Regions from separate parts of the Oryctolagus cuniculus genome. Here region 2 is linked to region 1. The links are chromatin contacts, called in public Micro-C maps. All regions are on one chromosome and are shown on one strand. The core of a region is the stretch at or near the end of the contact, and the rest is flanking DNA. Distances in the headings are between cores, read along the strand shown.

Region 1 (4,087 bases), core at 466-2,965:
AGGGAATTAATCATCTAGCCGCTTGGAAACCGGGGGAAGAGCGGATCGGGTTTTGAAATAAAAGCAGCATTTTTTTTTAAATGCCTTTTCACTTTGTATGCTGATTCCGCTGCCTATTTGGTGCAGAGCACGTCCCCCGCTGGAGAAGCTGAAGCCCGGCCAGAAGCCTCCCACGGGAACCCGGCGGCCCGCGAGCGTCTCCTCCCGCCGGGGTGAGCCCGGGCCGCCGGCGCGCGAGTCACGAAGCCAGACGCGGCGCGCGTCTCCGCCCCGGACCCGGGAGACTGCAGCAGCGCGGCGCGGCCGCGGCCCGGGCGGCTCCCGGAGGCGGGGAGGAGACGCGACTCCCGCAGCCACGTGACTCGCGCTCGCCGCGACCCAGATCCGCGCCCGGAACCCGCGCGCGGCGGGGCGGGCCGGGGGACACGTAGCGACGGCCCCCTTCCCTGCTGCGCCCCGGTGCGTGTGCAGGCGGCGTCCGCCTCCCCGGGGCTCACGTGCCACTGGCCGTCACCAGTGTTTTCGCAGATGACCGGGGAGAGTGTAAATATTGGGCTGGGCGCAGGAACAGCCCGCGGGAGATCCACATTTGTTTATATATGTATGGCTACATAAACTGTCAGCAGCGTTATCTGTGAACGTGCGTCATGAGACAGGAGCTGGCGGCAGCGGGGCCGCAGACCCGGGAGTCCCGCAGGACGCGCTCTCCGCGGCCTCCAAGGCCCCCCAGCCGGGCGCGGCGCGGCGCGGCGCGGGCAGTGCGCGTCTCCCGGCGACTCCCGCTGGCCGTGAGTCACGCTCGCGGGTGGCTCCGGCGAGAGGTGGCGCGGCCCGTGCTTCCCCGCGCCCCGCGCCGCGGCTGCAGGGCGCGCGCGCGCACGGGTTCCCCGCGCAGTGATGTGGCAGCGCGGCAGGTCGGCTCACGTTGCTGGCCCTGTGCTGGTACCCGCCGGAGACGGGATTAAGGAGGGAGGCTGTGGAGGTGCCAGCGGTAGTATGCGTGGGCTCTGCACACGCCCGGCGTGGCTGATCGCACGCGGGCGCCGCCCGGGGCGCGGGGGGCTGGCGGGCGGCAACTGCCGCACTGCCGGAGCCCCCGCCTCCTCCCGCCCCGGCCCCCCGCCCGCGCTCCTCCGGGAGCCCACGGGGCCCCGGGCGGCGTCAGCTGCGGCTGTGATGAGTGGCACCGCAATTCCGGCCGCTGCGGGAAGTTTAGGTGGCCCAGGGACACTCGGTCCCAGTGACTGCGTTTTCATGCATCTGAAGCCCTTCAGGGGGCCGGGGGCTGATGCCCAGTTGCCCCCTTTCCTGGGGCGGGGGGTGAGGGGAACCTGCCCCCAGCGCCCAGGGGTCCTCCCTTCCAGGCCGCTGAGCGGGGGCGCAAAGTCTGCAGCTTTCTTTCGGGCCTGGAGTGGGACCCGCCGCGAAGGCTCTTTCTCTTTTCCTTTCTCCGCTCCAAGCCAGCGGCACAGTCGGTGGAAAGCGAAAAAAATAAAAAATTAAAAAAAAAAAAAAGCCACGTTCACGTTTCTGCACCGTAATGACGGACGCACGGGGAGAGTCGCGTTTCCGAGCCGGGGAAGCGGGGCCGCCCCGCACCCCCCGCGCCCTCCCCGCCCCTCCCCCCCCGCCGCCTGCAGCGCCTCCGGGGAGACGAAGCGCTTGGCCGAAGTTGTTTTTCCTTTCCGGTGGCCCTGGTCAGGTGTCCCCGCCCCCTCCCGCCGCCGTGTCCCGCCGCCCCCTCCCGGCGCGGCCCCTCCTCGCCCGCCCCCCTCCGGGCTGGACCGCGGATGGTACGTTCCGCACGTGAGCTGGGTGCTGGTCTGGCCGGCGACGCGCGTGCCCTGTGGCCAAACACTGCCCGGAGTGAGAGCAAAGTAGCCGCGCAGCGGGGCCGGGCGAGGGTGCGTGCGCGCGTGTGTGCGCGCGTGTGTGCGAGCGGGCGGGCGGGCGGCGCGGGGGGGCCCGCTGCTTCACACTTTCCACACCGCACTGAAGAGGGAGAGCGAGCGAGCGAGAGAGCGCCTGGAGACGCGCGGATCCCCCCGAACCGAAGCCGAGGCCACGGACCGCTCGAACATGGACGAAGGAATTCCGCATTTGCAAGAGAGACAGTTACTGGAACATAGAGATTTTATAGGGTAAGGTGCACGCACCCTTGCGAATCCCTGTCTAGGCTTCGGTCTGATTTTTTTTTTTAATTTTTAAATTTTTTTGCTGCTTTTCCAGAAAGTGGTATGGAGCGGGCGAGGGCAGAACCCCTTCCCGAATGGTGCCTGATTGCTGATTTCTGTTTTTGCAGACTGGACTATTCCTCTTTGTATATGTGCAAGCCCAAAAGGGGCATGAAACGAGACGACACCAAGGTAAGTCTAAGTTTCCCATGTTTCGCATAACCTGCCTGGATAGTTAATTAGGGCCATTGATTTCACAGGGAAGCTCTGCCCAACTGAATTTTAAGTAGCCTTACTGGCTGTTCTCAGGGGGATACCAAACATCATACCTGAATTTAAATCGCATTTCAGAACAGTCCAGAAGAAAAGAGATTTCTTGGGCATAGTTTATCACATAAGTATGGGGGGGACGCTGGGGTAGGGGGATGTTGTACCCAGAAAGTGAATATTCAGCTTACTGTTTTTTTTCCCTCTCCCACGCCTCGCACACATTAAGGATACCTACAAATTACCGCACAGATTGATAGAAAAGAAAAGAAGAGACCGAATTAATGAGTGCATCGCTCAGCTGAAAGATTTACTGCCTGAACATCTGAAATTGACAGTAAGACGCACATTTCCACGCTCTGGTGCTCTCCAAGGGCGTGTGGGTAGCCTGGGAGGACTCCCGGAGGGAGAGGAATCAATGTAAATATTCCAGGCCTGCCATACAACTTGTGCCGTAGACTCAGAGTAGGGCTCCCAGCTAAGGCAGGCAGGCAGGCATTTCTAACCTGGCCGCTGGGACGCAGGCTCAGGAAGCGTACGCCTTCCAAGTGTGCGCCCGAGTTGCTGTGCTGGGGGGAGCTCAGCCGAGGAAGCCGGATGTGTGGGGTTTTTTTTTTTGGGGGGGGGTAGGTAACCAAGTGCCCCCTTCTTTTTTGTTTTGCTCCGCTGCAGACCCTGGGGCATCTGGAGAAAGCCGTAGTCTTGGAATTAACTTTGAAACACTTGAAAGCTTTAACAGCCTTAACCGAACAGCAGCATCAGAAAATCCTCGCTTTGCAGAATGGTAAGCGCGGCCCGGGGGTGGGGGGAGGCCAGCCCGGCCTGCAGGGCAGCCCCGGGCGCAGCGGGCTTCGCACGCCCCGCCCCCACCCCTTCCCCAGGCCCGCGAGCTCGCTACCGTGGGCTCCGTGGCCGAGACGGTGCCGTCCCCGGGAGGGGCCCGTTTCCCCGGTGCATCACCCTAGGGAAGGCGCCGGGTTGTATTCCAGTGGCGGCTGCGCCCTGTCTTACTTCGGGGTCTTGGCTGCGAGCAGCGCGCCTCCCCGCACGCCACCCCCGCCGCCCTCCTCCTCCTCCTCCTCCTCCTCCTCCCCCCGGCAGCCGGCGGAGGAGAAGCCCAGGTCCCCTCAGTCGGCGCAGGGCCCACGTGACTGGCAGATGCTTCACCGGCTGTGTTTTCCTTGCCTCCCTCCATGCCTCTGCCCCGCACCCCCACCCCACGCCCACCCCAGGGGAGCGGTCTCTGAAGTCGCCCATTCAGTCCGACCTGGACGCGTTCCACTCGGGATTTCAAACCTGCGCCAAAGAAGTCTTGCAATACCTCTCCCGCTTCGAGAGCTGGACCCCCAGGGAGCCGCGCTGCGTCCAGCTCATCAACCACTTGCACGCCGTGGCCACCCAGTTCCTGCCCACCCCGCCGGCGTTGACTCAACAGGTCCCCCTGGGCAAAGGCGCCGGCGCGGCCGCGGCAGCCGGCCCCGCGGGCCACAAGCTGGAGCCGCCGGCGCACTGCGTGCCGGTCATCCAGCGGACTCAGCCCAGCGCCGAGCTCGCCGCCGAGAACGACACGGACACCGACAGCGGCTACGGCGGCGAGGCCGAGGCCCGGCCGGACCGTGAGGCGGGCGCCGGCCGCGTCACCATCA
Region 2 (4,118 bases), core at 431-2,930, 390 kb before region 1:
CCAGGAGCTTCTTCTGGGTCTCCCATGTGGGTGCAGGGCCCCAATCACTTGGGCCATCTTCCACTGCTTTCCCAGGTGCATTAGCAGGGAACTGGATTGGAAGTGAAGCAGCCAGGACTCAAATTGGCGCCCCAGTGGGATGCCGGTGCTGCAAGTCACAGCTTGACCTGCTGTGCCATGGTGCCAGCCCCAGTGATGTTTATATTTTAAATTTTAATCTTTTGAAGTTTTTTTTTTTTCTTCCCTCTTCCAGGAGATGGTAAATGGACAGAGCCTTTAGAGCTAGGCTGCAATATCACAACTCACCAGTAGGTGTCATCATCTCATAAATGATTGATCCCACTCAGCATTCCTTTGTTTAAAGCTTTATACAATAAATGTTTTATTTTTGTCTCACCTATATTTTGAATTGACATTTCATAATTATAAGTTTTAAACTCATACTAGCTCAAGTAAATATTTGGATAATATTTTAATATATGGTGAGTTGGTAAACACATGTTGGGATAAGAAAAAAATATTGTTTGAGTATTTTGCTTTCATTTGTTTTGTTTCCTTTGTTTTCATTTTTTTCCTCCCTAATAACATTTTCACCATCACAGAAAGTTGTTTTTTTTTTTTTTTTTGACAGGCAGAGTGGACAGTGAGAGAGAGAGACAGAGAGAAAGGTCTTCCTTTGCCGTTGGTTCACCCTCCAATGGCCGCCGCGGCCAGCGCGCTGTGGCCGGCGCACCGCGCTGATCCGATGGCAGGAGCCAGGAGCCAGGTGCTTTTCCTGGTCTCCCATGGGGTGCAGGGCCCAAGCACCTGGGCCATCCTCCACTGCACTCCCTGGCCACAGCAGAGGGCTGGCCTGGAAGAGGGGCAACCGGGACAGAATCCGGAGCCCCGGCCGGGACTAGAACCCGGTGTGCCGGCGCCGCTAGGCGGAGGATTAGCCTAGTGAGCCGCGGCGCCGGCCCACCATCACAGAAAGTTTTGTTGAGCAACGCTGGTATGGACTAAACTGAAGTTGTTTTTGAAAGAATCTGCAGACATGCATCTAAGTTCAGGATCTTGTGTTTTGTATATTTTTTAAAAGTTAAAAAAGTAGGAATTTTTTTTTTGCAATACTGTATTATCAGTTTTAGAGATATTTTTATATTAGGGCACAACATTAGCAATAAAATTGAAAGAAAACAAGGATAATGGTTAGTTGTATATATATGTAAATATATATACAGTAGCTCAGTATTTAAAAATCTAATAGCATTACTTGAGAACTAGATATGCTTACTGTTTCATAATTGTGCATATTCTGATTGAAATCTGGAAATACCGTGTTGATTATATGAGTCTTAGACTCTCAACTCCCCTTGTGGCTGAGGTCAACTGGTTCTACTCTATGTAGTATCTCATATATATTATTCCCACACGTCCCAGTTTGGATATTCATCTGAAGTAGTAGGCACAACATTGTGTGTCCTTACTCACTGGATAAGAAAAGGAGAGAAAAATCTTCAGTTTCCTTTGGCTGTTGCTGGCTCAGAAGCCTCATTATTTCCTGTGTGTTCTGACCTGATACAATCTCAGGTACTCGGTGACTGGCTTTAATGAACCCTGTCTAGCGGTCAGGCAGTGGTCCCTGTTCCATTCGGTGCTGTGAAAGGCAGAAGACATGTGACTGTGCATGTGAACACTCTGTGCGGATTAGAGCTGCAGGGCATGGCTGGGGAGACGCGGGCTGCCAAGCCACGGAGGCGGCTCTGCCAGCAGCGGCATGTGATTATGTAACGCCTGCAGTGTCTGGCACCGTGCTCCACTGGAGACCCGTCACGTGGCCTGCAATGCTCTTGGCCCTGAAATTCAATTAGGTTGCTTTGAGGGATCCGTGAGTCTGCATGAGATAAGCTTTTACTGCGCTATACTAGAAAGCAAATGGGTTGATTAGCTGCACACAAATTGATAAATTACCATTGTAGTTCCTGCAAGGATATTTGCATTATATACACATCACCATGCCACTGAAGAGCAGAATTTTAACCATTATGTAACCTGGACAAATAATGTGAGAGGGAAAAAAACATCAGCCCTGATGACTACCGAAAAATATTTTCTTACAGACATTTAGCAATATTTTTTTTTGGTTTGTTTGTTTTTAAATAGATTTTGCTATTTTGTTTTTGGAGAATCTGATTAAAAGGCTGCCAGCAGTTTTCTTTTTCTGTTTTTTTTTTTTTTTTTTTTTTTTTTTTAATGTGACGACATGATCTATGAATGTGACTGAAGAAATTGATAGAGTAATGATTTGGAGCAGGGCGTGGGGACAGCAGTGAGAAGGGATTTTCAATGGGTGTTCAGATCTTAAGCAGAATTTTTTTCTTTGTGACGATGTAGCTGATCATTATAAGGGACTGGGAACTATCAAAGATTAACCCCATGTTGCTTGGCTGAGCTCTTGTGGTAACTTTTCTCAAAAGCAGATCTGGGCTGGATGAAAAAGGTCACAGCAGGTGCAGTGAAATTGGGGCTTGGGAAAGAAGTTGAGGGTGATTATCATACTAGGGTCTTGGAGCCACTGGGAACCAATCGAAATCCATGATGTGGAATTGGTTTTCCTGAAGCACTCTACCCTCATTTTCCTCCAGCTGGGATTTAAGTTTGGTTAAGTTTAGAACCAAAGACACAGGTGAGGAGTTCGTGTTGACTGGGGTCCGATGGACACTGAATTGGAACCAAAGGTGCTGAGACGGTGTGTGGTGTGCTTTTCTGTCTCTTGGACCAGCAGGGCTCAGGCACTTGGCTCTGTGGATTTGGGTAAAGTGGTTGTGCACTCTGGCAGAACTGGTGCTGCTGTGGCGTTTTCCTTTGCTCCAAAAGGGCTTCACTTTTTTTTTTTTTTTTTTTTTTAAATCATGTGAGACCTTCTAACAGTGGAGTTGGAGGGCTGAAAAGACAAGGAGTTGGAAATGCCAATGGCCATGATTTGATCAGCACATGCTGTGCGGATGCGTTCAACTATCACATTGTGCTCCATAAACATGCACAGCTATTATGTGTGAATCTCAGAATGTGCAAACCCTTGTGGAATGGAAGGCAGAAGCATACATTTATAAAACCATTTTTATATTGATTACATGTTAAAATTTTTAAAAATAATAATTACTAGCATGAAAAAAAGAAAACCTTATTAAAAACTTGCTTAATGAAGTCTCATATACTCTGATTTAACATGACTGGATATTTAAGAGTGGGCATCTCTACTTTCCCATTCATTTAATTTTTCCTACTGTCTACAGTTCTGTATATATATATATATATATATATATATATATATGCACACATATAAATATTCAGTTTACACAAGGGAGAAACTGAGGCACAGGGTGGAATGAGGAACTGCCCAGGGCCACATTGCTAGGCAGTCACTATATACCAGCTCCAAAATGGAGCTCAAGTGTTCACATCCTGCTTGGCTAACGGTCCCCAAGTGCTGGCACAGGCTGGTGCCAGGTCCACATTTCAAGGAAATTTTGTTTAATAACACCTAGAGTGAAAGGCTGGTTTTTTAATATATAGTATGCAAGGGGATCACTACGCAGTTCATGCAGATTGTGTAATGAAAAAACTGGGCATGGATTTCAAAACTCTTTGCCCCGAGAATAAATTTATCTTTTAATTCCATTTCTCACACACTTTTGAACTACCCTGCTGGCTTCTAAACAGCTTCCCAGATGATTCCCGTGTTAACAGTGGGAGTGATGGCTGCTTCGTGTCTGATTTTGAGCTGCAGACATGACATTAGGACATCTCTGTGTTGGACTTCTGATATAGTTGGAGACACACACATGCACACACACACAGAGGGTTCCTCCTGTATATTCAAACCAAACTATATAAACATTGTACATTCTTTTCATTTTCTTGATAAAAAAATTTTTAATAAAAAAGTATATCTTGCTAGGATTAGACATGAAGTATTCTGTGGCTCACAGAGTTGTATTTTATAATAGTCAACGGAATACAGGGAATTGTAATCCAGTAAGCGACATCTGTTATGAAAAGGCCAGCCTCCAGGTCTTAAATTGGTGCTAGCTGGTGTGACTTTGTTAATGAGTGAATTCAGAGTCAGTTTAATG

What was found. Hi-C and Micro-C count contacts between places; a contact is called where the count stands out from the background.
Region 2: a contact with region 1 is called in a Micro-C map of ear pinna, with 6 times the contacts expected there. The contact joins the enhancer-like site here to the promoter of BHLHE41 in region 1. A contact is called at or near these places in 5 of 6 Hi-C or Micro-C datasets (ear pinna, embryonic fibroblasts, psoas muscle and 2 more).

What each region holds. Positions count from the first base shown.
Region 1 is chr9:123,347,474-123,351,560 of mOryCun1.1, reverse strand. BHLHE41 (basic helix-loop-helix family member e41) reads left to right here and starts at 1,715. Exons shown (of 5, transcript XM_051850356.2): 1 at 1,715-2,141; 2 at 2,303-2,366; 3 at 2,671-2,778; 4 at 3,114-3,225; 5 at 3,674-4,087. The coding sequence starts at 2,080. It overlaps LOC108176986 (a long non-coding RNA gene), which reads left to right. Exons shown (of 3, transcript XR_001793695.3): 3 at 1-81.
Region 2 is chr9:123,740,788-123,744,905 of mOryCun1.1, reverse strand. All of the region lies in intron 37 of ITPR2 (inositol 1,4,5-trisphosphate receptor type 2), which reads left to right. Among named protein-coding and RNA genes, the nearest start is that of SSPN, 330 kb to the right of the region's middle. Within about 2 kb of position 1,680, at least 5 of the 8 cell types and tissues checked have an H3K27ac peak or open chromatin away from gene starts, as enhancers often do. A contact at or near this core is called in ear pinna, where this site is marked.